Linked DNA regions of Mus musculus: regions 2, 3, 4 and 5 are each linked to region 1. Evidence: chromatin contacts called from public HiChIP or PLAC-seq and promoter capture Hi-C data. All regions are on one chromosome and are shown on one strand. The core of a region is the stretch at or near the end of the contact, and the rest is flanking DNA. Distances in the headings are between cores, read along the strand shown.

The links. Promoter capture Hi-C pulls out the DNA fragments that hold promoters and counts their contacts. HiChIP or PLAC-seq counts read pairs in DNA pulled down with a chosen protein or histone mark.
Region 2: a contact with region 1 is called in a promoter capture Hi-C map of hippocampal neurons, with 3 times the contacts expected there. The contact joins the promoter of Eprs here to the promoter of Tgfb2 in region 1. A contact is called at or near these places in 2 of 39 promoter capture datasets (the C10 cell line and hippocampal neurons) and 3 of 115 datasets of contacts at active chromatin or transcription factors (astrocytes, large pre-B cells and stem cell-derived neural progenitor cells).
Region 3: an H3K27ac HiChIP or PLAC-seq map of stem cell-derived neural progenitor cells shows a contact between it and region 1, with 5 times the contacts expected there. The contact joins the promoter of 9630028B13Rik here to the promoter of Tgfb2 in region 1. A contact is called at or near these places in 5 of 39 promoter capture datasets (3T3-L1-derived adipocytes, embryonic stem cells, hippocampal neurons and 2 more), 1 of 15 datasets of contacts at CTCF or cohesin (the NIH/3T3 cell line), 1 of 484 Hi-C or Micro-C datasets (B cells) and 4 of 115 datasets of contacts at active chromatin or transcription factors (astrocytes, embryonic stem cells and stem cell-derived neural progenitor cells).
Region 4: an H3K4me3 HiChIP or PLAC-seq map of embryonic limb bud shows a contact between it and region 1, with 20 times the contacts expected there. The contact joins the enhancer-like site here to the promoter of Tgfb2 in region 1. A contact is called at or near these places in 21 of 39 promoter capture datasets (the 3T3-L1 cell line, 3T3-L1-derived adipocytes, the C10 cell line and 12 more), 5 of 15 datasets of contacts at CTCF or cohesin (the NIH/3T3 cell line, embryonic stem cells, large pre-B cells and 2 more), 132 of 484 Hi-C or Micro-C datasets (the AML12 cell line, B cells, the C3H10T1/2 cell line and 71 more), 28 of 115 datasets of contacts at active chromatin or transcription factors (the NIH/3T3 cell line, PVALB interneurons, T-cell acute lymphoblastic leukemia and 19 more) and 7 of 9 other capture datasets (adipose tissue, embryonic stem cells, embryonic tail and 4 more).
Region 5: an H3K4me3 HiChIP or PLAC-seq map of stem cell-derived neural progenitor cells shows a contact between it and region 1, with 9 times the contacts expected there. The contact joins the enhancer-like site here to the promoter of Tgfb2 in region 1. A contact is called at or near these places in 3 of 39 promoter capture datasets (frontonasal cranial neural crest, maxillary cranial neural crest and second pharyngeal arch cranial neural crest), 1 of 484 Hi-C or Micro-C datasets (uterus), 10 of 115 datasets of contacts at active chromatin or transcription factors (the NIH/3T3 cell line, craniofacial prominence, embryonic forebrain and 5 more) and 3 of 9 other capture datasets (adipose tissue, embryonic stem cells and pancreatic islet).

What each region holds. Positions count from the first base shown.
Region 1 is chr1:186,702,251-186,708,136 of GRCm38.p6, forward strand. Tgfb2 (transforming growth factor, beta 2) reads right to left here and starts at 3,739. Exons shown (of 7, transcript NM_009367.4): 1 at 2,179-3,739. The coding sequence starts at 2,524. It overlaps Gm35655 (a long non-coding RNA gene), which reads left to right. Exons shown (of 2, transcript XR_373811.4): 1 at 1-981; 2 at 1,277-1,553.
Region 2 is chr1:185,359,854-185,365,739 of GRCm38.p6, forward strand. Eprs (glutamyl-prolyl-tRNA synthetase) reads left to right here and starts at 3,191. Exons shown (of 32, transcript NM_029735.2): 1 at 3,191-3,390. The coding sequence starts at 3,345.
Region 3 is chr1:185,438,691-185,444,576 of GRCm38.p6, forward strand. It overlaps 9630028B13Rik (RIKEN cDNA 9630028B13 gene), which reads right to left and starts at 3,129. Exons shown (of 2, transcript NR_038006.1): 1 at 2,976-3,129.
Region 4 is chr1:185,542,873-185,548,758 of GRCm38.p6, forward strand. No RefSeq gene overlaps it. Among named protein-coding and RNA genes, the nearest start is that of Gm34969, 59 kb to the left of the region's middle. Within about 2 kb of position 3,714, at least 17 of the 459 cell types and tissues checked have an H3K27ac peak or open chromatin away from gene starts, as enhancers often do. A contact at or near this core is called in cortical glia, embryonic limb bud, neural progenitor cells and 2 more, where this site is marked.
Region 5 is chr1:185,570,611-185,576,496 of GRCm38.p6, forward strand. No RefSeq gene overlaps it. Among named protein-coding and RNA genes, the nearest start is that of Gm35023, 45 kb to the right of the region's middle. Within about 2 kb of position 2,686, at least 24 of the 459 cell types and tissues checked have an H3K27ac peak or open chromatin away from gene starts, as enhancers often do. A contact at or near this core is called in fibro-adipogenic progenitors, stem cell-derived neural progenitor cells and uterus, where this site is marked.

The DNA of each region.
Region 1 (5,886 bases), core at 2,489-4,988:
CATACTTAGGTTTTCATTTAATCGGAGGTTCAGGAGTGGGATACAGAAGAGTCCACATATCGATGTTATTGATACCCTCACATCCTCCATAAAACCTGGGCGGTTCTTCTAACCTGCTCATGACCTTGGTTCTGGGGTTGTCCCTTCTCTGCTCACCTTCATCCATTGGACTGAAGCACTTCCCCTGGTGGCCTGCTCCCTGCACACCTATGCAATGTGAGATTGGATCTTTGTCCTCTTTGCAGACTTCCTGACAGCTAATCTGAGCTTTGGCATGTAAACACCGAAGAAGGAGTTATTCAGCCCCGGATCACATGCCTGTCTGTCAGCCCAAACATCTGCAGAATCAACACACGTATGTGGGAGAAAACTAACTGAGTCAAGCCGTCCCTCAGCCCCAGTGGCTCTGGACTAATTACAATGAACTCCCTTCCCTAGCATCACTGTGGCTCCACCCCAGATAGAAATCCTTATTTCCCAGGAGCAATAAACAGGGCGGACTGTACGCATCCACTGTAGTGGATAGGGCCGTAACTATAATAATAAAACCGTCCTGCTGGCCAGGGTTCCCTGCATCTGTTACGGCACTAAACAACAAGAGAACACTACAGGGTAAGAGAAGTGACCAGAAAGAGTGTGGTTAGACACATGGGTAGACCAACGCTCTGAGGGCACCAAGTGCAAGACGCGGCAAGTCAGACAGCTATGGCTCGTCAAACTAAAAATAAATATTAGGAGAGAAAAGCACCTCCCTGCAATTCTGACTTCTGGGATAAAATTACCAAGATGGCTGCGTTATCTATTTAGGCAAGACACAGAGACTTCACAAAGGCAGCCAGCAAGGATATAGGGCATGAAAGGGGAGGAGAGAACAGAGCAGCCAATGAGAAGTTTACGACAGGGACTTGGAACACAGGGATGCTGAAGTTTTTTTTTTTTCTCTTTCTTTTAGTGTTTCTTCCTGGTGCTTAACCCTCTCAGGTATCACTCAGTGCTGTTGCTGCTGCAAAATTCTCTCTCTCTCTCTCTCTCTCTCTCTCTCTCTCTCTCTCTCTCTCCCTCCCTCCCTCCCTCCCTCCCTCCCCACCCCCTTTTTAAAGAACTCTGAAACAAATCTACACTAACTGTACTCTCCCCTTCCCCCACAAGGCTCCACAATAAATCGCTGCTACTGTATGCCAGCTGTTTCTGAAGCTATTGCTCCCAGCGAAACGGGGAAATATATATATATATATATTTTTTTTTAAATAGCTGTCTTTCCCATCTTCGATTTCAGAACACACAGAAGACCCTGCTGCTTGTGAAAGTGCCGGGACACAGAGTTCAAGGTTGAAAAAGATCATGGAGAATCCCCCTAAGAAAAAACGACCTGCTCCCAGGCTAGCGAGGACTACCTAGAAAAAACGGGAAGTGAAACCTAGTTGAGCCCAGTTAGAACCTTATTTATTCTTTCTAACTGTCCACGTGAGGTCAAAAGGGGACTTGGCAATGCGGCTCTGCAAGAAGACTGAGAGTAAAAACACCCAGAGAGAGCAATAAATGACCCCCCGGAGGATTTAAGGGTTTTGAGTGACCCCCACCCCGTGCGCCCGAAATCCAGCTTGGTGTTGCTGATGCTGACATTCTTAGGGGAGTGAGAGACAATAGCAAAGGTTTGGGGAGTCCCCAGATAGGTCAGCAGGGAAGGGGGGCGCCTTTGAGAAGGCTAGTTTGGAAGCACTTTTTTTAACTCTTTGTGTACCAGTTGGAGGACACCCCCACCCCCACTGCATGCCAACCCGGCAAAGAAAACAAAGTCTACCTTGGTCTCTTAGCATAAGTCATCCCGGGAAGCGCTTTTCTTTTGACAGAAGGGAGCTGATTTGCTAGTTGGTAGACCAGGGGAGAGGAGAAATGCAAACATCTTTTAAAAGGTCTGGGGCATTTGTGGGTAGGGAGTTATGGAGAAATAAATAAATAAAACAGAAGTTGAAGGTTTGCAAGCCTGTGGATCCCTCTCCATCCCACGACTGGAAAGGCAGTGGAAGGGACGAAGGACAGAACGGAAACGAAGCGATCAGGACCCGGGGACTGGGAGAGGAAAGGGCGAACGCCTAAGGCTGCTGTGGATCTGAGGAGCTCCGGGCCAACCTTAGACTCGGGGATGGAAAAGTCGAAAACCACGGAAACTGTACTTACTTTCGGAGGGGAGGTGGGACGGCATGTCGATTTTATAAACCTCCTTGGCGTAGTACTCCTCGTCGCTCCGCTCGCGCTCGCAGGCGGCTGCCCTCCGGCTTGCCTTCTCCTGCAGTAAGTCCCTGGTACTGTTGTAGATGGAAATCACCTCCGGGGGGACCTCATCCGGCTCCGGATAGTCTTCCGGGGGGCTGGTGAGCTTCAGCTTGCTCAGGATCTGCCCGCGGATGGCCTCGATCCTCTTGCGCATAAACTGATCCATGTCGAGGGTGCTGCAGGTAGACAGACTGAGCGCCACCGGGACCAGATGCAGGAGCAAAAAGGTGCTCAGCACACAGTAGTGCATGTTTTTAAAAGGAAGAAACGTTGATGTTGTTATTTAAAGTAAGAAAAAATATATATAAAAAAGAAACTAGTAATTCTCAGAGCGGTCAGGTAGAGTTGTTTTTAATACGAAACTTTTGCAAAGCAGTCGAAAGTTAATGCCCAATAGAAAAACGTCCCTGGCTGGGATTCCTTTAAAAAAGAAAATGCAACGCGTTCCCAACGTGGAGATATTAATATGCGATGCTGGGGCGGGGTGGGGGGGGAATCTCTCACTTTAAGGAGTAAGAAAGGTTTGTTTTTTTTTTCTCCTGGAAGGGAGAGGGTGAGTGGCTCTGAAGTAGAAATAAACTTAAGAGGAAGAAATGGAGTTCAGTGTGTCAGGCTCGGTGCGGAGTGGCTGATCTGAACTCCGATCCTCCGGCCAAAAGGGACGAGACGAGAAGGTCCGGGGGCTGGCAGGAGGCACGCAGGGCCGCGGGGAGCGCTGAGCGGCGGCCGGGGCTGCGCCGGGCTCTAACTGAGAAGTTCAAAGACCGAGCGGCTCGGCCCTGCCTTCCACACGTGTGTGGATGAGTGTGCGTGTGGATGTGTGCGCGTGTGCGCGCGTGCGTGCGCGCGCGCCGAGGGCGAGCCTGGCGAGCCGCGGGGAGGCAGATGCGCCCCGGAGCGGCTCACTCGGAGACTCGGTGGGATACTGTCCGCCCCGGAGATCCACAGAGGCCGGAGCAGGCGGCGAGGATCCCGCTCCTGCCGGCCGCGCTGTGGCCTACACCCGGCTGGGTCGCTCCACGTTGCAGCCGCCGCTGCTGCCTGCAAAGAGGGCCAGCCTCCAGCTCGGTCCTTCAGATCCTCCTTTTCTTGCTCCAGGCGGCCAAGGGCGACAGCGATCGGCCACCTCCTTAACCCCTGTGGAACAACACCGCCTCCTGGGCGCGTTGGCTGCGGGCTGCCCCGGGACTCGCACCCTTCCCTAGCTTCTCCTAGCTTCCACCAAGGTTGCACTTTCTCGCTTAGGGTAAGTAGGTACTTGCGACCCTAAAATAGACCTCTGCCGATCCTTCTCTCCGCAGATGGGTTGCTCCAGAATGGCTCTTTAAACCCTAATACTTCTCTCCATCCCTGACGCCTGCCCCAGAGCTCAGCTCTCAGCGCCTTCTCTCTTTCTCTCCCACTCGCTCTCCTGCCGGCAGTTTCAGCAGCTCTGCTCCGAGCAAACCTGCTGCCAGCAGATAACATCACGATTCTGCCCGGAGCAGAGTTTTATATGTGCTCCCCAAACCACGTGTTTGCCTTCAACAAAGTGACGCGCTAGGATTACAGTCAGAAGTCCTCTGTTACTAAGACCACGAGCTCTGGACCATTGGAGGGGGTGTGGAAAAGGGGGACGGCCAGTAAGGGAGGGCGACTGGCATGAGGAATTTGCAGTAGTCACTGTCTGTGATCACCAAGGGTCTGTGTGTGGAGGGGCAGGCAGCTAAGCATCCCGTTTCTACATGGTGGGGATCACTCATTCGCAGCTTCCCTGAGTCCCTCCTGTGTTGAGTGCGTGCCCATGCATGTACAGGCGTGTACACACACACACACACACACACACACACACACACACACACACACACACACACACACACACTGTGCTCCATGGAGCTCCAGCCCAGCCCTGAAGACATGCCTTCCAATCTGAGACTGCTGACCTAACTCTTGAGTTCTCCGGGATTCCACAGGTTGTTTTTCATTAGCCTGTTTACAATCCAGCCCTGTTTGCCTGTGAACCAGCAGAATACAGAAGTGTCCCTTTCACCCAATGCATGCTCTGTATCACTGCTTTGAATAAAGGAACTGTTGCCTTCTTTATGTGAGCCCCTGCTCATGTGGCTTTCTCCTCAGCCTTCCTAGACAAGGATGACCCACCATCTTCTGCCTGTCGCAGCATTATCTAAGACACCTGGGTTTTAAATGTTTGCTGTCTCCTGTCACACAGTATCATAACTTGACATTTTCTACTTCAACTTGCTCAAACTGGTTGGATAACAGAATCTTTCTTCCCACTGGTCTTTCCCCTTTAGTCAAAGTCAACATTTCAATCTTAGTGATGACTCTGTGGCCACGATGACTACACAGGTTGTTAAAGCTGGAAACTGTTGAGAATTCCCCCAGGTTAAGACCTCAGTATCATTTTCCTAGTTCAAAAGGATCAAACCTTTAGGGATGCATACATGTGTATGTGTGTGTGTGTGTGGGGGGGGTTATATTCTTACTAGAGGGAGCTGTAATGATATGTAATGATATAGCTGGCATACATTATATACAGCAATGAACATTATTATTTGTATTTCACAGACAGGGAGACTGAGGCCATAGGAAGTGAGGTCTGTTGTTGCAGAAAACAGGAAGGGGTGGGTCTGGGTTTTGCAGAGAGAGCCCGCCCACCTCCTGGGTTCTTTCCCACCATGTACTTGGAAGAAGTATAAGGTCCCAGAACATGTGACAAGCAGGGATCCGGGGGTTCCGTAAGTGTGGGAGCTGCAGAATAATCTACTGCCCTCTTACAGAATCAAGACCCCCCCACAGTCATGTTCTATGTTCTAAGATTCCTGCAGAAAACTCTCTCTTGAATTATCATCTCCCCACCCACCTTGAACACAAAATTCTTCTACTCCACTGGCCCTGAGGAACACCCTGGCATGAATGAATTGTTCCAACACGCACCTAAATGATTCTAAAAACCTCCATTATTGGCAGACTTCTTCCTTCAAGGTCAGCCCCAGGCAGACGGGTTCGACCACCACCACCTTACGATTCTCTAAGCTGAAACAGAACTGATCAAGAACTCCTGCCTGTGGGCTGATGGTCCCATCAGCTGGAGTCTCCCAGTGAGTCCCATTCTGATCCAGCTGTACAGAGAAGACACAGAGCAGGAGCTAGAGCTACCGAGGGCCAACGTCACAAGTTTGTGGGGATGCTTTCGGGAAAATCTGTTGAGCACATAGGTAGGGTGTTCTCGGCAGCCACTGAGCCTTTTACTGGGTGCTGAGACTGCCTGGGGAACAGCCATAGGTACATCAGAGGATGAGCTGACATGGCTGAGGATATGAGTGGGCAGAGCAGAGCAGTAGCAATCCCCCTGTACTTCATGTGGGAAAGTCGGTACTCCATCCATGCAGGCGGGCGCCCCTCTCAGGATCGGTACCCACACTCCTGTGCATGATAGTAGCTGAGAACTTAGAGCTCTCTACCCCTTAGGCCTGAGGCCAGACCTCTTCCTAAAAGGCTCCTTTAGTTTTCTCCCCAAAGCCCAGGCAGGAGTTGACAGACACATCTTCTCTGTCTCTCGGTGTGACTGAGCACAGTGACTGAATTCAGCAGGAGAGGAGCCTCTCTTGT
Region 2 (5,886 bases), core at 1,941-4,440, 1.3 Mb before region 1:
ATCATCCTGCCTGAAACTAACAACAATAAACACACAATATGTATTTGGATTAAAATGCTCAAACTCTAAGCCTAGTATGGTGGTACACATTTGCCATCTTGGTACACCAGAGGCTGAAGCAGGAGGATTCTAAGACTGAGGCCCACTTTTGCTATGTTGTAAGAACCTGCCTCAAACATACAACAAAACTGACAAGCTAGACCTCCACTCTTAAGGCCTACTTTGATGTCTTATAGTCTCCCCTCCCCCACGTTGTTTCTAAACAGTCCTTCTGTCTTGCTCCCACTCTAATTTGACAAAACCACATGTTTTGTAACTCCACCACATCTGATCATCACTGCTTCATTCTATTTTGTTTTCATTTATTTTCTTTCTTGCTGGCATACAGTTCTATGAACAGTGAGATAAACTGAGTTTTTAGAAATGGGGGGGGGGCACTGTGGGGATGGCTCAGTGATAAAGAAGACTTCCTGGTTTGCTGAGATCTCGAGTTCACTTCCCAGCACACACCAGGTGATTCACATCCACCTATAACTCCAGCTCCAGGAGGTTGGATGCCCTCATATACCTCCAGGGTTACACACAGAAAAATAAACAAATTTAAAAGTTGTTTTTTTATTTTAAATTATGTATGTGTGGTTTGTATGTGTGAGGCCAATGCCCTGGAGGCCTGAAGAGGGTGCTGGAGTTAGAGATGGTGGTGAGCTGCCTGTGGTAACCCTGGTAACAGCAAGTGCTCTTTTTATTTATGTTTGTTGGTATTTTGCCAGCATGTATATCTGTGCACATGTATGTGCATGTATATCTGTGCACATGTATGTGCATCTAATGCCTGCAGGGGCCAGAGAAGGTATGGGATTCTTTCCTAGTTTTATGTCAACTTAACAGAAGCTAGAATCATTTTGGAAAAGGAATGTTTCCACCAGATTGGCCTGTGGTGCATTTTCTTGACTGATGATTGACGTGGGAGGGCCCAGCTCTGTATTCAGTGACATTCCTGAGATGGTGGTCCTGGGTACTATAAGAAAACAGGCTGAGCCAGCCCTGAAGAGCAACCCAGTAAATAGCGCCCCTCCATGGCTTCTATATCAGGTTCCTGCCTCCAGGTTCCTGCTTGAATCCCTGCTCCTACTCAGCTGCAGTGATGGACTGTTATCTGGAAGTGTGAGATAAAATAAGCCTGCCCCCATCCCAAGTTGCTTTTGGCCATAGTGTTTTATGAGAGCAACAGAATTTCTAACTAAGACACCCTGCAATCTGAGTTATATATGTTTGTGAGCCACCATGTAGGTTCCAGGAATTAAACCAGAATCCTCTGTGAGAGCAGCCACTGTTCTTAACTGCTGAGACACTCCTTATCCCCACCCCCTAAGTAAACATTTTAAAGTAGCTCAGTGGTGATTTCCCCAGCATGCATCAGGGCTTCGGATACAGGATTGGGGAAACGCCTCATTTTTGTGACATAACCCATTTTCTGCAGTTTGTTTGTTTGGTTTTTTTGGTTGGTTGGGTTTTTTTTTTTTTTTTTTTTTTTTTTTTTTTTTTTTTTTTTTTTGTAAATAGAGTTCTTTAGTTATTTCAGGTCAATCCTTGTGATAGATAGGTAGATATAGAGATTCTGCCTCAGACGATCAAACCAACAAATAAGTATAGTAATGGTTAAAAGACAAGAACTTCAAGAAAGACTTCAGGACTCAGTGTTTAGTATCTTAAGAGTAGAACACTTGCAGAGCCTTGGCTAGATTGCTCAGATGCAAAACCAAAAGCACACTGCTGCCCTAATATTTGTCCTGTTTCCGGGTGTATAAGTAGGCATCTTTCAGGGGGGTTTCTAATCCAAATTCTCTGTGATGCATGTGTTTGCCCAGGGCATTTTCCAAAAGTTCAAGTTCAAGGTGCAGGCGAGATTTCAGAAGCAGTACATATTTACCCTTACCTTCCAATAGCCTCAGGAATGTGCCAATGTTTTCATGTAACTATAGGGTAGCTATTTCTTTGGGTCCCTGCCTCTGAACCAGCATTTATACACAGCCATTTTGCAGCCGGCAAGGTACTTCTATTACAAAGGAATGAAAGAAGGCACCAGCCAGTGCACTTAATGCCATTTTGTTTCTTCTCTGACTCAATCCCCTACCCCCAGTCATACTCTTCTCTAATTACCTTGGATTCCAGAAATGACAAGACAAGTCTATCATGAAGACCTCCTCAGAGGCAGCCACTATGATTCAAAGTTGGAGTTTACTATGTGATTTTTTTTTTTTTTAAAGCATGGGAGTTGACAGGTGCTCCAAAGAGGACGCATACCACAGTCACACTTCATGGTCTTAGCAAGAACACTGAAGTTATTATTTTTAAAGGTTATTAAGGAATTTGGTCATGGGCTGTTCCTGAATTGTTCTTTTGTTTCCACTGTGAACACAAGTTAACTGTTGTGAGGTTCGCAGACCATCCTTAAGCTCACATACGCGTAGGCCTCCAGCCTGAATTATTATTATTGGTTTTTTGAGACAGGGTTTCTCTGTATAGCCTGAATTATTATTAACCCTCTCATTTGAAGATGCTTCTCTCTAAAACAGACAAACAAAACCCCCAAACATTGTCAATATTGGCAGGCTTCACTACAGATAGTAACATCTGGAAATCTTGATTCTCAGGGCCAGGAGGCCCAGCAAGCAGGTCCTTTTTCTCTTTGTCCCCATAGTTTTCTGTATTTCTAGCTTGCCTCCTAGATGCTGGGACGTGCACCACACCAAACAATCCTGAAAATATTTCCTTTTAGAGAAGACTGAAGGGAAGCTCCCTTATACCCAGTGTAGCTCGTCGACTTTGTGCATGGATGTGCCACTGCCCCAGAATGGACTAGTCTATCGTCCGCCTGCTTCCCTCACTTTCCGATGGGTCTTAACGGCTGTTCCTTTTCCACAACGGAGTGGCACCTCACGGGTGCCCAGTCCTGCTGCCAAGAGGCAACTGGAGCGTGCGGTTAAGGTGGAGGCGACGCACGGCGATTACGTTCAATAGCGTTCGCCAGACGTCAGTATCCGCGGGCCGGGGACGGGAGAGAGGCTGAAATGTCGTGGGCGCGCAGCGATGACGCACAGAGTAGCCTGCCTTGACCTCTCTGCAGTCGTGGCGCGTGGAGTGGGGCGGAGCGAAGGCTGCCTTGGCGGGCGCATATTTATGACGTGTCGTAGCGTGCGCACCGACTCCGGCGGTGGCGGCCCGTGGGGAGGAGTCAGGGCTGCGGTGCCTTCGGTCGCGCGCACACGTTGCATCTCCTTGCTTCCACCTGAACCCTCGCCGCCAGGAAGGCAGCCCGACGAGTAGACCGCAGCTCCTGGGAGATGGCGGCGCTGTGCCTCACGGTGAACGCCGGAAACCCTCCGCTGGGTAAGGGCGCCGCCGACCCGCGCGGGTTGCATCAGCGCGTGGGTGCGGGGCTGGTGCCGCGGCGGTCACGCCGAACGAGCCTCCCGCCCCGGGACGGACGGGCCTGTTCTGCTCTGCGGGGAACCCAGCCCCGCGTGGCCCCGGCCTCTGTCCGCTCGGGGCGCCGTCTCCCGAGGCCCGCTGTCCCGGGAGTGGGGGGACAGGACCAGAGCCCCGCGGGGAGACACGAGACTATGGCTGCGACTCTGCCAGGGTCCCAAGTGGCTTTTGAAGTGGAATTAAAACCCCAACTGTCTGTCCGGCCCGTCCTTTTAATGCGATCTAGGAACCTCCCGCCCCTTCCCCACCTCTCAGGAGATCTGAATTCACTTGCCCCACTTTCCCTTCGGTTGTCGAGTTAAAGGGAGCAAGGTAGACTTTTCTGTCAGCACTTGGAATTTTTACTGAGGCTGCGTTGGCTTGTGGTCGAAGGCTGTAATTACGGAAAGCCGTAGGAACGCTGCGGACTAATGCTACTGGCTGTTTTACTACACACCCCGTGGACGTAGTCCAGGCTCGAGTAAACGTCATCCTACGTTCCATTCGAAATTGATTTTTCAAAGTGGCTAACGCTATTGCTAGCTAGTTTAAAATTTCTGTCTTTTCATTACTTTGGGAAACAACCCAAAAATTTTATCATGTAGACTTGGAAGTACTTTTTCTAATACTCAAAAAGTCAGCCCCTTGAATACAATTGGCCATGTGGGGCTGATGAAATTTCTTGCAACCTCAACTTTGACAGCAGTCTGCGCCTATTGGAGTGAAAAGACATTTATTTATGTATTAATGCGCTGGGAAACAGCTCAGGGAGCTTTGCATTGTAGGCAAGCACTTGACTGTTGAGCCACACTCACCAGCCCTAAAAATAGACTGTAGCAATCGCTTGAAATGTTCTAAAATGATAACATTTTAGCATGTTAGTTCCAGTCTCTGTATGCTAACCTCACAACAAATCCATGAGCCCTGAAAGAAGTAGATGTGATTCTTGGTTTGAAACGGCACTAGGTAGATGATGCTGACCTCGTGGCTAATCCTGGAGGCCTGAGTTCTGCCCGCTGCGGAGTGCAGTTGAGATTCCTTGATTTGTTCTGTAAGGAAGAAGGAAACCTTTCCAGCGCTGGTTGCCAGAATTTAGTGAGACTACAGGAAGAGTTTTTTCACATTTTAGCTGTTCAGTGCATAGCTAAACTATAGGTTTGGTTTTTTTTTGTTTTTGTTCCCCCCCCCCCCCCCCGGAGGGGTGGGGTGTGTGTGTGAGGTTTTTTGTGTTTGTAAAAACTGCCTTGAAAAATCACTGCAGGGGACCATGAAGTCTGTATCCTTAAAACTCAGAATCAAATTCTGCTGGTATTCTGGAAAACACTCTTAAATTTGGTTTGCATTTTGAACTCTAAGCCAGTTAGAGAATGTATATTATTTTTCTGCTTGCACCTCTTTCTCTTATTTTAATTTTTTATTGCCTATAGATCAGATATATATTCTCTTTTAAGTAATAAAATTGGATTAAATATTTAGAAAAAACCCATCACATTGTGAGGATTTTATGGCTTTAACATGTCATTTTGTGAGAGTGTGTGTGTGCTAAAACACTTTCAAACTCACACATAGAACTTTCCCCATCCTACTTAAGAACACAGAGCTTATTTGATGCTTCTGCCTCCAGAATACTTCTTCGGTGTCTCCTACAGGCAAGGAATCTCTCCCTGACTTCATCCAGGAAGTATAGGCTGATAGAATTCTGCCTAATGCTCAGTCGTCTTTGTTGTTCTGGGGCTGATTGTTCTAAGTAGTTGCCAGGATCTAGGAGGACCATGCTTTATTTGCCCTTTACTGTCCTTTTTCACGTCTTCTTTCAATGTGGAATGATTTATTAGCTTGGTTTTAATAGCGTTGTCTCCTGAAGATGCCAAACCTCTTACTTATGTATCCCTTAATTGGGTTGTTAAATGTTTCCCAGTGGTTGGCGTCAAGCTGTCCGTCCTGGGCAGGGATGGTGGAATCATTCCTGCTGTACATTGCCAGCCCAGCAGTCGGTGTGTGAATTTGATTTGTCCGTTCTGGTCTTGAACACTTATTGAAGTGCCACCTGCCTGTCATTGTGCTGTCCACCTGCCACTACCCCGGATGTAAAGCTTTCTCTTTCAACCAAAGGCATTTTTAGTTTATTTTTTCATTGATTTATTTATTTGTTCACTTTACAGTCCAATCGAAGTCCCCCTCCCTCCTCTCCTTCTAGTCCCACCCTTACACTGCCTTCCCCAGTCCTCTCTTCCCTTTTCAGAGAATGGAAAGCCCCCTGTGGATCTAGGCCACTGAGGCCAGACAAGACTCCACGCTAGGGTAAAAGGAGGCAATAGAGTCAGAGACAGCCCTGCTCCAGTTGTTAGGAGATCCATATGGAGACCAAGCTGCACATCTGCTGTGTGCATGTTGAGGACAACCAAAGGCATTTTAACT
Region 3 (5,886 bases), core at 1,879-4,378, 1.3 Mb before region 1:
CGGATATTTTATCTTCAAATTCAGTGGTTCCTCACTCTAAATTCTTTTCTTCTGTTGAGCCCATCCATTGAGCTGTTATTTGGTCTTTGTTGTTGGTTTGGTTTGGTTTCTGTGCTGAGGCTGCTGTTTTGTTTTGTAAGTTGTGTTTGTGTTGTGTGTGTTCACACATGTTTGTGTGTGCTGGCCAGTGGTCGACCTCCAGTGTTGTTCCCCGGCTCTCTCCACCTTGTGTGTTTGAAACAGGGTCTCTCACTGGCCTGGAGTTCACCAAGTAGTCTAGCCCGCCCAGAGAGCCCAAGGCTCCTCCGGTCCCTGCCTCACCAGCTTGGGGATTCCAAGTGTTCCAGAGCATCTGGCTGTTTACATGAGATCTGCAGGTGAACCCCCAGTCTTCATGCTTGTTAGGAAAGCCTGTCTCCTCAGCCCTCTGCTTCTTTTTACACCTTCTATTTTTTGCTGAGGATTTTTTCCCATTTATTTCAAGCATGTCCATAATTACCTGCCAACACATTGCTATGATTGACAACTTTAATCATCCATCCTTACCAGATAATTTTAACACGTCTACCGCCTCAGATTGAGTGTCTTTTATATTCGAGTTGCAATTTTCCCAGTGTTTAGTGGGAAGAAAGATGTTCGGGTGGATCCTGGACGTTGAGAACAGTGAGATTCTGGCTGTCTTCCCTAACAGGCTGGTGACTGAAATGCTTGCTGCTTGCTGCCAGTTGGTGGCAGGAGTCCAAGCTTGTCTCTGGGCTTCTGTGAGTTGGCAGGGGCAGTTCCAGCCCCTCATTAGGACCTCAGCACTGACACCTGGCTGGGAGTAGCTTCAATCTTTTTTTTAATTAATTGATTTTTTTTATTTACTTTACATCCCAATTGCTACCCCTCCCCCAGTCTTAACCATTTAATTTTAATCTTTTCTTCTTTCTTTCTTTTTTTATATTGGGATCAAATCTAAGGTTTTACATATGCAAGATTTTTTTCTTTCTAATAAACACATAATTTATACCTGGCTCCTGGAAGGCTCAGCACCTATGGTTTTTGAACATCTGATGTGCTGTTCACTGACTTTGCTGTTTCTCTCTAAGTGTCTTGCTTTCTGACTTTCTGTTTTTGAGGCAGTGTTTGCCTATGTAACCCAGGCTGGCCTTGAACTTGTGGCCTTCCTTTCTGTGCTTCCTGAAAGAACTATAGGTGTGTGCCAGCATAGACAGTTTGTGTGCTTTGTAGTTTTCTGTTTTGTTTTGGTTTGTTTTACTGTGAATTAATAGTCAATGAAATTCTTCCTTGAGACTTTGTTTTTTGTTGAAGTGTAGAATATGAACATAGTTTTAAACAATTTTTTAAAAAGATTTTGCATATTTTTATTTGCTTTTTAAACATTACACATAAGGGTTTGCCTGTGTGTATATCTGTATCACCTACATGTCTAGTATCCACAGAGGCTAGCAGAGAGCATTGGATTGGCTGGGACTGAAAATGCAGACAGTTGTGTGTAGCTATGTTGTGATGGGAATTGAATTGGGGTCCTGTGGAAGAGCAGCCTGCCCCCTTTAACTGCTGAGCCATCTCTCCAGCTCTATGTTGGTACGTTTCCAAACACACATTTAGTCCCAGCACTTGGGAGGCAGAGGCAGAGACAGAGACAGCCTGGTCTACATAACAAGTTCCAGGCTATGTAGGGAGATCCTGCCTCAAAAAACCTAGACCAAAAATCCACAGGCTCTTTGGCGCAAAACTAACTTGCCTACACTTGAAGACCATTTGCCCAGTATTGCATCTTATGGTCATTTTGTGGGCAGTAGAGATTTTGTCCATGATCTTATAGCATCTTCAGCTCCTGTGCAGATAGTTTTCTCTCTGTCAGCAGCCAAGGCTAATAATATTTACAAATCTCCTTGTGCCCATCGGAAAAGTGGGATTCTCAGTATTTAATTGTTGTGTTTGAGTTTGAATTTTCCACTGAGGATCTAGCAACTCTCCCCTTTGTCCCCAGCAATATTCAATCTTTTAAGCTGCGCACAATCACGTAGCTGTCAAAACTAAGAGGTGAGGTGGTTTTCTTTATTGGACTGATATATACAGGTATCTTGACATCAGACTCCAGTCTCAGCTTACTAGTCTAGATTTCTGATTTTGGCTTTAAATTTTTATTATGTGTATGGGTATTTTGCACGTATGTCTTCATTATATGCTTGCCTGGTGCCCTCGGGGGCTAGAAGAGGGCATTGAATCCCATTGAACTGGGGTTACAGATGCTTGCGAGTCACCCAGATGCAGAGAATTAAACTTGGGTTCTCTGCAAGAGCAGCAAGTGCTCTTAACCATGGAAGCATCTCACCAGCTCCTGGCTTCAGAAGGGTTTTGTTGTTGTTGTATTTTGTTTGTTTGTTTGTTTGATAGATTGATTTCCCACCACATTTTTTTTTTTAGTGAGGTCAAAGATTTGACAAAACAACCTAAGGGGAGACCGTTTAATACAGGGAAATTTAATTTCTCACAATTTGGCATTTCCTGCAAGCCAGATGCTCATGACTTCTGACAAGGATCGTTTTAGAAACTTGGCAATGTCAGACTTGGGGACACGATTCAGAAGTACTTCTAAGGACACAGAGTGCCGAAGCAGGAAGACCTTAGAATCCCCAGCACTTATACAAAAAGGCCAGGAGAGGCCAACTGTTACCCCAGCCCTGTGGGGGTGGCCAGAGACGGGGACCACTGGGGGACCACTGGGGTGTTGGCTGCTAGCCTAGCCCCAGATTCAGAGAAGCCTTGTCTCCAGGGAATAAGGTCAGGAAAATATCATCTTCCCTGACCTCTATATGAGCCCACCTCTCTCTCTCCCTCTCCCTCTCTCTCTCTAACACACACACACACACACACACACACACACACACACACACACACACACATACATTTGTTGTAAGACTCAGCATCAGTTCAAGAGCAAAGTTGTCTGGAACCTTGGTTACCTTGGTGGCATGCTTTTCCAGGCTTCCTCTCCTTAGCTTCTCAGCGCTGCATCATGTCAGTTCTGAGGTTGGAGACGGGCCTCGGTGCTCTGATCCGTGCTCCCCCAAAGGCTCAGCTGGGTACTTGTGGTTCAATGGTTTAATTAAGCTCTGCACTTGGCCTCCTTCCTGCTCCACCATATGGAAGGCTGGTGCTTTTGTTGGACGGTCTCTCTTCTTTGTTGTTTTCTGGGTCAGACGTTTATTTTCAAGCATAGATTTGTTTTGTTTTCTAATCACAGGGGGAGGAATGAAGCCGAAGTCTTACAGATGGGCCAAAAGCAACTGCTATCCAAACAAATCTTGTCAGCTCTCACCCCTGAGCTGCACATTCTCACTCGAAAGGCATTTATTTTCTGGTTAAACCTATCATCTACCCTAGGCCCGATTCAAATGATCATCGCCCTTTCTGAATCCCAATCAGTATTTTCTGCATGTGTCCCAATCGTCCCGACTGAGTCTTGTTTAGTTTTCGATGCCTTAAATGTTTTATGCTAATTTCCCTGAGCCTCTCTTATATTGTTCCAAGTTCCACAGTGCCCCTGTTGAGTGGCTACGTGACTCTCCCAGTTACTGTCTAACAAAACACCTCAGACTTATACTTAGGCATTCTGCAGCTTGGAGTCTGGAAGGAACCCAGTGTGAACAGCCTGTGCTGGACACGGTGTCTGAGGTCTCACCTGGGGGCGCTCAGAGGCTGGGGGCGGCCTGGTGGACAACAGATACTTTGCGACTGGAGGTATAGTCACTTACTTTACACCTGGCACCTGGTCTAGTAGGTTCTGATGTTCAGGACTGCTGACCAGACAGCCTGCCATAGATAACCTCTCTGTGTGGCTTCCTCGTGCTTGAGCAACCTCCGGACACAGACGGGAGTAGCACAGGATTCTAAGCACAAGTGAGTGCTTGGACAACCAACATTGAAACATCATTGCCTCCTCAAACCCGAGGCTGTGGTGACCAGGCAGGAGTGTTGCTCCCACAGACCCTGCATCGTGGGGGGTGGAGGGGGAGGAGCATGAAAGTCACTATGTGGAAGCAAAGGCAAAAAGAGGGCATCTTCAAAAACATTCTACATAGCCTTCCCTCTGCACATAGTTTACATTGTATCCATGTGTACAACTCACTCAGATTCCTGAAAGCCCATTGGATAAGGCAAAAGTTCCAAGTCCAGGATCTTAGCATCCTAAATGACCCTGCGTTGCAGATTCTACAGATTAAGTTCCTTGAGTGTTTTCCTATGGCTGGAAGTTCTCTGAGCTAAAGGACCAAACAGACTGCCTTCTACACACATGAGCATCGGAGAAGTGAGGGGGAACGGCACAGGGTACTGGAGCCATGTCCCAGTTGTATTTATGTAGATAACATTCACACCTTTGGGGGTGTCTTAGTTAGGGTCTCGTTTCAGTGAAGAGACACACCATGACCAAGGCAGCTCTTATAAAATGTAACTGGGACTATCTTACAGTTTCAGAGGTTCAGTCTATTGCCATCACGGTGGGAAGCATGGCAGTGTCCAGGCAGACATGGTGCTGGAACTGTTGAGAGTTCTACAACTTGATCTGAAGGTAGCCAGGAGGAGACTCTCTTCCACATTGGGCAAAGTCTGAGCATAGGGCCCTCAAAATCCACCCCCACAGTGACACACTTCCTCCAACAAGACCATGCCTTCTTTTTTTTTTTTCAATTTTTAAAAAATTAGGTATTTTCTTCATTTACATTTCCAATGCTATCCCAAAAGTCCCCCATACCCTCTCCGCACTCCCCTACCTGCCCACTCCCACTTCTTGGCCCTGGCCACTTCTTCGTTCCCCTGTACTGAGGCATATAAAGTTTGCAAGACCAATGGGCCTCTCTTTCCAATGATGGCTGACTAGGCCATCTTCTGATACATATGCAGCTAGAGACACGAGCTCTGGGGGGGTACTGATTAGTTCATGTTGTTGTTCCACCTATAGGGTTGCAGACTCCTTTAGCTCCTTGGTTACTTTCTCTAGCTCCTCCATTGGGGGCCCTGTGATCCATCCAATAGCTGGGAACAAAACACCCATGGAAGGAGTTACAGAGACAAAATTTGGAGCTGAGATGAAAGGATGGACCATCTAGAGACGACCATACCCGGCGATCCATCCCATAATCAGCCTCCAAACACTGACACCATTGCATACACTAGCAAGATTTTGCTGAAAGGCCATGCCTTCTAATAGAGCCACTTTCCATGGGCCAAGCATATTGCAACTACCACAAGGAGGATGAATGCTAATTACTTTCTGAGTCTGGTCCTCTCTTCTGGGGTGGAGCATGAGCTGCAGGCTAAATTACTCTCTGAAGCCTTGCCTTTCTATCTCTGAAAGATTGCTCTGGTCCCCAGGTTGGCTTGATCTAATCCCCTTTGAAGAGTTTTCAGGTAAGGGCACACTTCTTTTTCTTATTTGCCTTTCTCTAGGCCCAAGAAAGCTCGCTCTCCCTCTAGTTCAACTTGTTGGGTATTTCTGAGTGAGCAAATGGCTTACCTTTTCATTTCCTGTATAGCTAAGACTGAAGAAAATGACTGATGGTGATGGTGATGGTGATGGAGAATAGTCTCAGAGAGAGAGAGAGAGACTGACCATTAAAACAGCCATTCTTCTGTAAGCAGTGAGCTGTTGTGACCTGTCAAAACTACCACATGGCATACCCCTTACTTTGAACCTGTCTGGCAGCCCTGTTCCTGTCTCTCCACTGTCTCTGTCCCCACAGGCTTCTTTGGACTCTTGATATTCCTCGTTATTTGTCTTCATCAGAGGGTAATGGAGAATTAACCTCATCTGTCCACTCCCAGACCTCCACTCCAATACCCAGGTCACATCTTGCATCTGCTATTCTCTCTCTC
Region 4 (5,886 bases), core at 2,464-4,963, 1.2 Mb before region 1:
TTCCCAAGCCTACTTTACTATCTTGTTTTCATGAACCTTCTGGAAAACATTGCAAATGGAATGCTTTTCAAGACCATGAAATCTAAAAAAAAATTTTTTTTTGTTTACTTGTAGATCATTTGCAAAATAGGTACACTACTTCCTTTTTATTTACGTGGTTCCTAACTATATTGACTGACTTTGGCCAATAGGAATAGATTAAATATAAAACAGTAAATATAAAATATAAAAAAATACATAAATATAAAACAGTAGTTGGAAAATGCTTACCCATTGGGGTAGACCATTTCATGCTGCTTTTTGGACTCTCCACCCCCCAAAACCACAAGAGAAAGTTTAGTTTGTTGGTAAATGAGAGACCATGTGACGCCCATGCAGAGAAATGGTGATAACTCAGGGCCACTCCCTTTCTGCTTTAGACTAACTACCCTTTTGGAGTGAGAGTGAAGTCATCCCACGCTGCTGAGCCCAAGCTTTACTTGACTGTTAAGATTTGCCAAACCAGATAAGATTAGCAGAGCCACTCAGCTGATCTGTAGAATGTAGAGAAAGTATATTCTAAACCCACCAAACTTTATGGTGACTTATTTTCTAGTAAACACCACATAAGACTCTGTCCTGTCAGTTGATAGTTTAGCTGGGTAAAGAATTTTGCTTTAGCAGCTGAGAAGCATTCTTCTGTTATCTAGTCTCCAGTGTAACTAATGGGAATTTTAAGTCATAGGCTTCCTGAGGTTTTACATGTTCTTTCTCCCCTTTGAATGCCTTAAGGACACCATTTAGTCTTTGGTATTTTGAAATTTCACAAAGATGTGCCTAGATTTGGTGAAGTTGACCTCTATTGTGAAGGATACTTGATGGAAATCTCATTTTGAGTCTGAAATGGTTTTCTAATTTGGAGGCCCCTCACTTTTCTTTTCTGGTGATTATGGGCTGCTTTCTATCCATCTCTTTCCTGTGCTCTCTCTGAATTTACGTCCATCTGGATAAGGAACCCTCTGGTGGAAGCTCAAGTTTCCAAATGTGTTTCTCTCCTTTTTATAGCTCTGACGTTTAGATCATTCTGTTTTATTTTCCCCCCTGAAACAGCTCTAGCTTCTTTTGACACATTAAAAATAATTTATTTTTATTTATATGAGAATTTTACATGCATTTATGTATGTGCTCCACATATGTGTCTGATGTCTGTGGAGATCAGAAGAGGGTATTTGATCCTGGAGACATGGATAGTGGGTGCTGGGTGCTGAACCTGGGTCCTCTGAAAGTGTAGCAAGTGCTCTTATCTGCTGAGCTATTCCTCGGCCACCCTCGTCAGCTTCTGAGAACCCTTGCCAGTTTCCTCTGCTTTCCCTCAGTTTAAAGGGCACAACTCTTCTTTTACAGAGGCGGCGCCTTTTCTTTCTCTGGGAATACTTTCCCATGGAGTTTCTATTTCCTTCAAATTATATTCATCTTTGTTGGCTCATCTTGACTCAGCTATTGGCCAGAAGGAGGCTGTGGAATTTGTAGGTGCCTTGAAACTGGGAACAATATCAAACTTGTGAGATCACTAAAATGGAAGCTGTCTTAACTGGTGGGAAGGGCATGTATCTCATAAAGAAACACAATCACAATAATTCTGAATATAAGCTTGGGTTAGCCCATTTATGTACAATTCGAAAGATGTAGGATTTGGAAGTTAGAGATATATGAAAGTGACTTAGAAATTTTAGCCTTAGTTGATTTAATTGATGGGAAGTTTATTGAGTTTCCTTTCATGCACCCGGAGCACTTCAGATACACTGAACAAGTAATTCTCACAGTGTCATTAATAGACGTATAATGTTGAGGATGAGGGAGGTGATTGCCCTTACTATGTTTTGTGAAGCTGCATTACAACGATCCTAATGATAGCTGTAATTTGATGAACACTTTGATTGTGCTTGATGCTATTTTAATAGGGTTTTGAGTTTATTAACTCAGTTAATCCAGATTTGCTGACGAGCAAAAGAACGTATGAGTTCCTGTCCAAGGTGACATCATTTGTTCAAAGTCATGCCAACTCTATCAAGGAGTATTCAGACTTCAATGTAAGTGGTCTGGTTTCAGAGTCTATACCCTTGACCTGTTTCTCTAATTGCTCTGGAAAACACCCAGAAGAGGTGACAGGAGAGCATTCTTGGGCTGGTGAAAGGCACAAAACCCAAATCAAGCAAGGATTTCCTGAAGGTGTTCATGAATACTAGGTGGACAGGAAGTTGATAAGTACTTTTAAATATTTGAAAATCCTTTTCACTAAAGAGGACTTAGATGTATTCTCTTTGACCCAAGGATAGAGCTCAGACTGATGACAGACAGGTACCATAAGAAAGAAGTTAGCTGGATCTGAAAACCATCTTTTAAAGATAATGTTTTCAAATATTGTGTGGTTTACTTTGGAAATACGTTTTCTGACATCAGAGCTGTGCAAGGAGTGGGTATGCTGGTGGAAGATCTGAACTGTTCCAAGAAGCTGAGTGGGAAGGTCTCTGTAAAGAGATCATTTTATTTTGCTATGTTCAAGCAAATGGAAACAGTTTGAAATATTTTATCTCTGAAGGACAGCATCTGGCATTGAGTGAGCAGTTAGAAATTGAGTGTGTTACTCTTCAGTTGAGGGGACAGGGGTCCTTCTTGATCACAAGACTGTCTCAAGATCTTACTGCTAGTTGGAAGCACAGCAGGAAATGAACTCTGGTCTTCTCTACTCTAAGTTGAGTTTTCTTCACAACACGCACGTCGTTCTCTAGTGCCCTGTGAAGTGTCTCCCTTGCCTTCTGTTTCACCCAGTACATGCATAGCCCCGCTTCCTTCCATCTTCACTAAGAGCGATGAGTGCTGGCCAGTGCTCCTGGCAGCCAGTAATCTTTTGTTGCTCTTAGCTCTTCTCCTTGGCCGGAGTGGGACACACCCATTTCTCATTTGCAGTCATCTGAAATTAGAACTCTGAAGAATAAAACCCAAATGGTCATAGTAACTGTTGGTTGAAGTCATTGCTCAAATACTTGCTTTGGGACCAAGGTCCAGGTCTGGTACCCATGTGCTAGTAGCTTTCATCCAGATGCCCCCTCTCCAGAGACAGCCAAGCATATATTTTGTGTCTGGATGAAGACATTGCTCTTACCCAGCAAAACCGTGAGCAGGTGGGCAGGTTATAGAGGCCCAGAACTAAGCAGTAGCTTTGTCCAGGGCTCCTTTATTGTCTGTCCTGTGCCTTAGGTTTTAGGGTCTGTGCTGACAATTCTAGTTCCAGCCCACATATACTATGACCTCGATGCATACACTTAGAGGTTTTCACACTCAAACCTCTCCTTTAGTCTTATACCTCTGACTGGAGAGATCATTTGTCTTTTAGTATGTGGAGGCTAAGCGAAGTGGGTTATTTTTTGACAAGTAGTTTTAAAATGTACCCTTAGACTGATATTTTGCTTTTAGGGACATTTATTTGATTTTGTTTGGAGTGTGTGTGTGTGTGTGTGTATGCATGTGTGCATGTGTGCATGCATGTGCATGGTTTGTTTCAGTCAGCATTTAGCTTGATGTGGTAGAACTCTACAAAACCACTAGAGGGCAGGAGAGTCTAAAGAATGAAAAAAACAAAACAAAAACCCAAATCAAAAATCCCAGTGTTGCCAGTCAGGAAAACAAACTGCTCTTTGATCACTTAGCAGCCAAGCCATCAGAATGATCTGCAGACCCAGGCAAGCCTTTAGAACAATAGAGGTGTGTTGTGGGTAAAATGGCCTAGGATAGTCAGACTCTGCCTAGAAGGCTGTGGACTCCTGAGCCTAAGATTTACAAGCTGTGATCTTTGGCAAGTTGTTTCACCTCTCTGAATTGTGTTTTCCTGTTTGTAAAGATGGGCTCCATCACCTAGGCATACTGGGGGCTTCAGCAGAATCGCTCCTGCCCCATGTCCTTCCAGCATCCCTGTCTGCTTGGTTCCGATGCCTGATGTCAGTCCTCCCTCTCTGCCCACAGAGATTCCTCCTTGTGGACTTGGCTCTCTTGCTTTGTGGGCCGCCCCCAATGGTATTTTTGAGAGCCCTTGATTGCTGTGTTCTAATTATTTGTTTCCTAGTCTATTACCCACAGTGGACAAGCACTTTCAGAGCACAGCTCCTGGGTATCTCTGCCCTGGAGCAGGAGCTATTTAAAACATATGCTTTCCTTTGTGTATAAGATTTTCCCTTTAATTTAATTTTTTTAGTTATTCACTTTACACGCCTCTCACTGCTTCCCTTCTGGTCACCCCCCCCCCCCCAATCCTTCCCCTACACCCCTTCCCCTTCTCCTCTGAGCAGATGAGTGCTTCCCTAGCACTTCATGTCTCTGCAAGGCTAAGTGCTCCCTCTCCCACTGAGCCCAGACAAGGCAGCCCAGCTAGAAGAACATCCCACAGACAGGCAACAGCTTTTGGGATAACCCCCGTTCCAATTGTTCAGGACCCACATGAAGACCAAGCTGCATATCTGCTACATATGAACAAGGAGGCCTAGGGTCAGACCGTGTATGTTCTTTGGTTGGTGGTTCGGTCCCTGAGAGCTCCAGGTTAGGTGACGCTGTTCGTTTTCCTGTGGACTTCCTATCTCTTTATGAAACCCCATGCTCCATCCACTGTATGGCTGCTCTTAAGCCAAGCAGGAGTGTAGACACAGGGGAGACAAGGCCCCGGCTTGCATGAGTTTACAGATCAAGTCATGTTTTAGTTAAGCATAATAGCATGAGCTGGATGTGGTAGTATGGACCTGTAGGCCCAGCTACTGGCTTGAACCCGAGTGCCAGGATAGCTGACCAATAGAACTTGTCTTAACTAGGCAACTCTTCCCCACTCCCAGTGCATGATGGGTCAACATGCATGACAGTCACCTGATAAGTGATCATACCTGCAGAAGTAAGCAAGTGGCACATGGTGTAGAGGAGGAATAGACAATATACCTCGTGGGGATAGAAAGATGGCTCAGTGGTTAAAAGCACTGACTGCTCTTCTAGAGGAACAGAACTCAATTCCCAGTACCCCATGCCAGCCCACAACTAACTATCTCTAAATCTAGCTATAGAGGATCTGATGTCCTCTTCTGGCCTCCGCATGCATCAGGTTCACATGTGGTGCACAGACAGACAGACAGACAGACAGACAGACAGACAGAGAGTTGGTCAAAGGTGAAGGACAGTAGCTGACTTGCAAGGGCACTCAGTGATATGGTGGTCTTCATTGGGATTATACCACATGTGCGTGTCCGCATGAGTGTGTGCGTGAGTGTGTGTGTGTGCGTTTGTGCTTCTTTTTCATTTATTAATACCCCATAGTGATTGTAAACTGTAGAAGAGGACCATGATCATCCCAGGAATGATGGCAGAGTCCCTGGCAAAAACAGCCATGCCCTTTGTTTTTGGCATTTGCCACTGTACCTCTGAGCCCCAGTTTAGGGGCAGGTTCCCCCATCTGAGGGTAAGAACAGAGTTACGGCTGCTCCAGCCCAGCTTGCTACTGAGGTCCAGGCTGCCTTCCTCATATTAGTACTTTTGTTCAAAACTCCTAATGAGCTGGGTGTGGTGGAGTGAATTCCTGTAACATCCTCGGCTTGGGAGGCCGAGGCTGTGTGGGTCAAGAGTTCAAGGCTAGCCTGAGTTATATAGCCAGACACTGCTTCAAAAAAAAAAAATCAAGATAAACGTAACCCCAAACTTGACTGTGAGTGTGCAACCCCTTAGTTTGTCAGGGGGTGGAAGAGATGGTGATACTGCTTACTGCTTTTCTGGCAGCTGCAGGGCTCAGGAGACAGAGTCAGGAGAGCAGCAGGCTTGCTGCAGTCACCCTCCATAGTCAGCCGCACAGTGGATCAGCTTGCAGAAGTAACCACTGTT
Region 5 (5,886 bases), core at 1,436-3,935, 1.1 Mb before region 1:
TGGGGAAGCAGCGACAGGCAGATGCCTGGGCCATTGGCCAGCCAGTGTAGCTGAGCCAGTGAGCTCCACGTTCGGTGTTAAAGATCCTGTCTTCAAGAACAAGGTGGGACGTGAGAGAGGAAGAGCCTCAGCCCTGATCTCTGGCCCTGATGTGTACTGCTCATGTGTGACAGAGATACGCATGTGTGACGTTGGCCCGTTTATGATAGTGTCAATCTTATGGCTGTGTATACATCAAGGATGGAGGGAGAGAACTCATGTTTAGTGCGATGGATAGTATACCAGCTGTGTTAACTTTTGCCATCTCCTTTCTAAAACCACTGTTCATATGCTAGTTAACAGAGAGAAGGGTAATTATCCCAGCTTGATGAGGAGAGAGTCAGAGGTAAACTAACCTGTCTACAGCCACCTATGGTGTGTGGGCATGGTCCTAGCTTCCTATTCCATTATCCATATGTTTCCACTATATTGTGCTGCTATGGTGCTCAACTCAGTACAGATACAAAATACACCCCAGCAGGTTTGGGCCAGTGTAAATTCTCTAGGATGCAGTGGTACGTATGTATCATTCATATTTGTCAAACCCTATAAAATGGGGATGTAGTTGAGAGGGAGAGACTTTACCTAGCATATGGGAAGCTCTGAATTGAATCCCCAGGACTGGGAAAACAAACTCTTAGGAACCCAGCATAGAGTAACCCAGACTAACCCCTTAGGGACCCATAGACTACACAGCACCAAGAACCAGCTCCTGTGAACTGTGGATCCCAGGTGACAGTGAGGCTTCATCGTAGACCCACACTTCATGCATGGAGCTCACTTTTAAGAAAGCATATGGGAAATAAATGTGACTTCGCAATTTTGCTGTAACCTTAAAAGCTACTGAAATAAATGAAGTCAAAGAGAATTTTCTCTGATCCTGATGAGTAGCGGACTTGGCTAAAGCTACCAGCGCTTGCATAGCCAATGGCTAAGCACAGTTCAGTATTTCTAGAGCGGCAGAGATGAGAAGTTATGTAGCGATGGCCAACCCTTGCCTGGCACTCCCCTCCTGCTCGCTTCTCAGTTCCCATCCCTCATGGATTTATCCTGACACTCACCCTTCCCGCTGGTGCTTCAACATTCGCAATGTAGCCCCCAGATGTGAGAAACTGACAAACAAATCGTTGTGGATTGTGCTTATGAAGTACACACCCAGGCCTTGGTGGTGGGAGCGAGGCTTTGCTTAGAAAGCCTGGCTTAGACTCCATTGAGAAAATCCCATGGTGGGAGTAGCTCACAGGAGATGGGCGTGGGAGCAGACTCCGGGCTCTAATTTGTTCTTTAAGTTTACCTAATGGTTTGCAAGGATGGAACTCTCTAGGCGAGTGCACGTGATACGTTCTCCTAGGAAACTGAGTTCACCAGATAAATCTGTGGAAACCACTCAGGAGTAGGACAAGCAGTGTGAAGACATTTACAAAGGGAGTCACATCTGTGTCTGCTCAGAGATGGGGGAAGGCAGTCCCACTGTGGTGCAACTTCTGTATCTGTTCAGGTTGCAGAAACACAGCCCGAGTGATTTTCAAAGCAGTTACAGGGAATTCCTCATGACTTTAGGCACTTTTCCCCCATGTTACAAAGGCACAGAGGAAAAGACCCCCCCCCCTTTTTTTTTTGCTTGCTCAAGAGTAGAAATTTAGGGGGAAAAGGTCACTCATTCTTATCTCACAAAAGAAAATTTATTCATCTGTTCTCAAGAAAAGAAGTTTTAGCATGTACAAATAGAGGGGCTGCTAAGAGCTTGCCAGCAATACCCACCCTAGTCTTAGGCCCTGTGGAGGGACAGGGACCCCAGGTGAAGGGGGGTGTCACTCTAAGGGACTTCTTCTGCTAAAGTTAGAAGGTTCTAATCCCAGTGACTACACAGACACTCCAAAAGAATCATGTAGTTTTCTTTTTAAGTAGCAGATTTTTGAGAAAGAGAAGGGAGGAGGGGAGGGTAGAGTGAGGGGGAGGGGAGGGGGAGAGAGAGACAGAGAGAGAGACAGAGAGAGACAGAGAGAGACAGAGAGAGAGAGAGAGAGTCTTTTCATTTTCTCTTCCCCATATTTGGGAATGGAGATCTTTAATTCTTTAATTTGGGTGGCAGTAATTTAGCACTGGGTCAGGTCAATCTCACAATGAGCCCATGAGGTGTTGAACCCATGTACTGGTGAGTCTGGAAGTCCCTGAATAGAACCAGGGACAATGTTGGCCTGAGCAATGAGCTACAGCCACCAGCTTGATCAGAATACTAATGAGAGCTGCCATGTGACCACAACATCACTGAATTTCCTCTTTCTGTTGCCAGTGGACATGACAGCTCAGGTTAAGGTATCAGGAAGTCCATGGAGACCAGCGTGACAACACAGAAGGCTGCCCTGTGCCTGCCAACTGCTTCGGATCTCCTCAAGGGAGAGAAACTTTCTCTTGTAGTGTGGAGAAGCAATGGGGATGCCTCATGGTTTTATGGACCACTTTCCACTTTTCCAGATGCAAAAAGAGGGGCTGTAACAGTCTTGAGAACAAGTTGAGCACATCCTCTGGGAGGGAGGGAGTGAGAGAGGGAGGATGGGTAACTCACAATAGATAAGCTATGTGTTTGCTCCAGCATCGCTGGCTCCTTCATCTCACCATGGGGGTGCTGAGTGATGCCACAGGCAGCTGGAAGGACTCATTTATTTGACCTAATTATTCTCCATGTAGACCTGACTCATCCTAACGGGCTCTTCTTCAAAGGAAACGAGAGCCAGATTGCCTCCTTGGCAGCAATGAAAAACAAACGCTATCCACGGAATGGCTGTTAGATTGAAAAAAGATGCAACCTGCCTTTGGGCGCAGCCAGTATTTAATGATGTTACCAAGAATAGAGGACTAGAGAGAGAGAGCGAGAGAGAGAGAGAGAGAGAGAGAGTAGTGTCAGGTTCTGACATTCTAGCTTTCTAAAAATGTTCTTAATAAAATTAACTTGCCCTTGGATGCATGGACAAAAGTAACTCAGAACCCAGGGAGGAATGGAAGCCTTGGGGGTGTTTCTGCCGTTTTCATTAGTGATCCACTAAAGCCTGATGGGGACCGCAGGGGACTTTCATGCGCGCGTGCAGGGGGGGTGGGTGTTATTATTTTTTTAGTCCTTTTGGACGCTCTGTTGATGTATTAAGAATCTCAACCCCCTCTCTCTCAATGAGAGAACAGAGGAAGACTTGAAATGGCTCTCCCTTGACATATTAAACAAATCAAACACAGAATAGGACAGCATGCATATTCCTCTGTGAGGCTTTTAAAGGACCCAAGGATGTGTTTCTGAATGCTTACAAGTTCATCCTGGAGCATCAGGTCACCTGTCTGTATTGGAACCAGGGTGAGAGCTGGGAAGAAACCTCAGTAAGTAGGACAAAGATGGAGTGAGGGTTTGGGCTTGCTTCCTACAGCCCACACGAGTAAGTTAGACACTTGTAAGCCTAGTACTGAGCCACTAGAGGTGGGTTGGGCCTTGGAGCTCACTGGCCAGTCAGCTTCCTATACCATGAGCTCTAGGCTGATGAAAGACCTGCTTTATAAAACATGGTGGATGACTTCCAAGGAAAGACACCAAGGGTGACATCTGGCTATGTGTTTGTGCATACATTTATATTTGTATCCATTCACAAGTGAACACACACACACACACACACACACACACACACATATCAAAGAAAAGAAATATGTCTGAAAGTAATCACTTGTATCTTTCCTGTTCCATATTCCTGTTTTAGAGTTGAAGCTGAGAAGGTCATGACTCTGAGAATACGGGCAAGATGTGAATTCAGAAGACTGAACCTTCTCTCCATTGTAATTTGGTGCCTCGTTGAGGGAGGCCACGTCAAAAGTCTGTTGTGGCCAGAATCTTCATGAACACCATGCTTGACCTTAGGCTATGTCGTAGTGTTGAGATGAAGATGGAAAAATCCCAGGACCACTTGCAAAAATGATCTGCAGCTCAAGCAAACCTTTCCATACCATGGCTGCACAGCAAGCATGCTGTTACAATTCGCATCCCGGCTCGCCCAACTGTGTTTACATCTCTTCCTGGTGCCGGAGCCAGAGCCTGGGGTTCCTTTTGAAACAATTCTGAAAATACCTTGGGTTTGTGTTCCTCTGGGCTCTGCAATAACAAACCTGTTCTGCGGTGTGGCTGGTGTTTACCTAATTGGTGGGAGGATTTTTTAATATCAGAAAGAAAACATTCCTGAGCAGTCCTCATAGGTAAGATGTGGTTTTGTGGTGCTATGATTTGGGGTCGGGGGAGGATGAAGCAAAGAAAAACAATCTAGTTTCTTTTTTTGGGCTAAAATGAAGGGCAGGCTGGGGGTGAGTGAGCAAGAAAGAAAATTGAGCGAAGGGCAGGGTGGTGGGGGTGGTGGAGATGAAGGCTCAACAGATGTTGTTCTAAAGGGAGTCATGACTGAGTCTGTGTTTCTTTTGCAGTTAGCTCCAAAAATAGATGGTTAGTAGTGAGAAGCAACTGGTTTCTGATGCTTATCAGAAGGGCAGTTAATTCCACTTCCAACTGTTAGGGTGAGGAATGGGGCAGGCTCTGTATCTAACAGAAAAGTATTGCTATACCTCACGGCGCTTTGTGTTACATTTCATATGGTTGTTTTCTGGCCAAAGCTCTTAGCTAAGCAAAAGGAATTTGCCCAAGGATAAGAGGGGCTGATAGATTACAGTGGTCACTTTAAATACGTGTGCATGTGTGTGTGCACTTACACACACACACACACACACACACACACACACACACACACAATTTTGAGTTATCTCATTGTTTAGCTTACTTAGGCTGCCTGAAACTTCTTTCTATGGAGTCCAGGCTGATTGTGAACTTGCCGTATTCCTGCCTCAATCTCCCTAGTGATGTGATTACAACTGTGTACAACCATGATCAGCTGAATACCATCCATCTCCTGATATTTAAAAAAAAATTCTTTTTTGGAGGGGGGGCCAGGCTGGCCTTAAATTTCAAAAACGATTTAGAATTCTTGATCCTCCTGCCTCCACCTCCAGAATGCTGAGGTTATAGGTGGGTACCACCATGCAGAGCTTGGCATATCTGTCTGTCTGTCTGTCTGTCTGTCTGTCTATCTATCTAATTTGCATGAGTGTTTTACCTGAGTGTATGTCTGTGCACCACATTTGTGCAGTATCTGCAGAGGTCAGAAGAGGGCATCAGATACCATGGGACTAGATGGTTGTGGGTAACCGTGTGGGTGTTGGGAATCCAACACAGACCTTCTGGACAAGAAGACCCATCTCTCCAGAGCCTAGCAATCTGGTTTCATCAGCCATTGCAGAGCCTTCAAGGAACAGTGGCGAAACAGTGACAGCCGGGCTGTGCGTGGGGAGAATGCACTAAAGATCAGTTAGGGGTAGACACCATGTCATGGGGGAAGTCAGATTTCTATCTTTCCAAAGATCTCAGGGTGGGCGACTTTGGGACCATAAAATTCCTAGAGGCCCCTTATCCTGTCTCAGAAAAATGGAGGCTGAGGGAGCTGTGTATAAGTGTACACAAGGGACAACCTCCCTCTAAGATGCTCTGGTAAACTCTTTGTCAACTCGGTTCCCTTTCTTAGTTCCCTAAGAGTAGAATTTACCAGACTCTTCCTAGACTTTGCTGCACTAGAAAGTCTGAGGCATCAGGATCAGTGCAAGGGCAAGGGCATGGCTACAGCATATCCCAGCTCTTACCAGATGTGCTAACGTTACTTCTCTTCCAGATGTGTCTAGCTCAGTGCCATTCCTCTTTAGGATGGAGGCAGTGCTGGAGGCCAGTGCTCAGGCATCCTTGCAGCAGCAGCAGCAAGCTGCAGGGACCTGCAATAG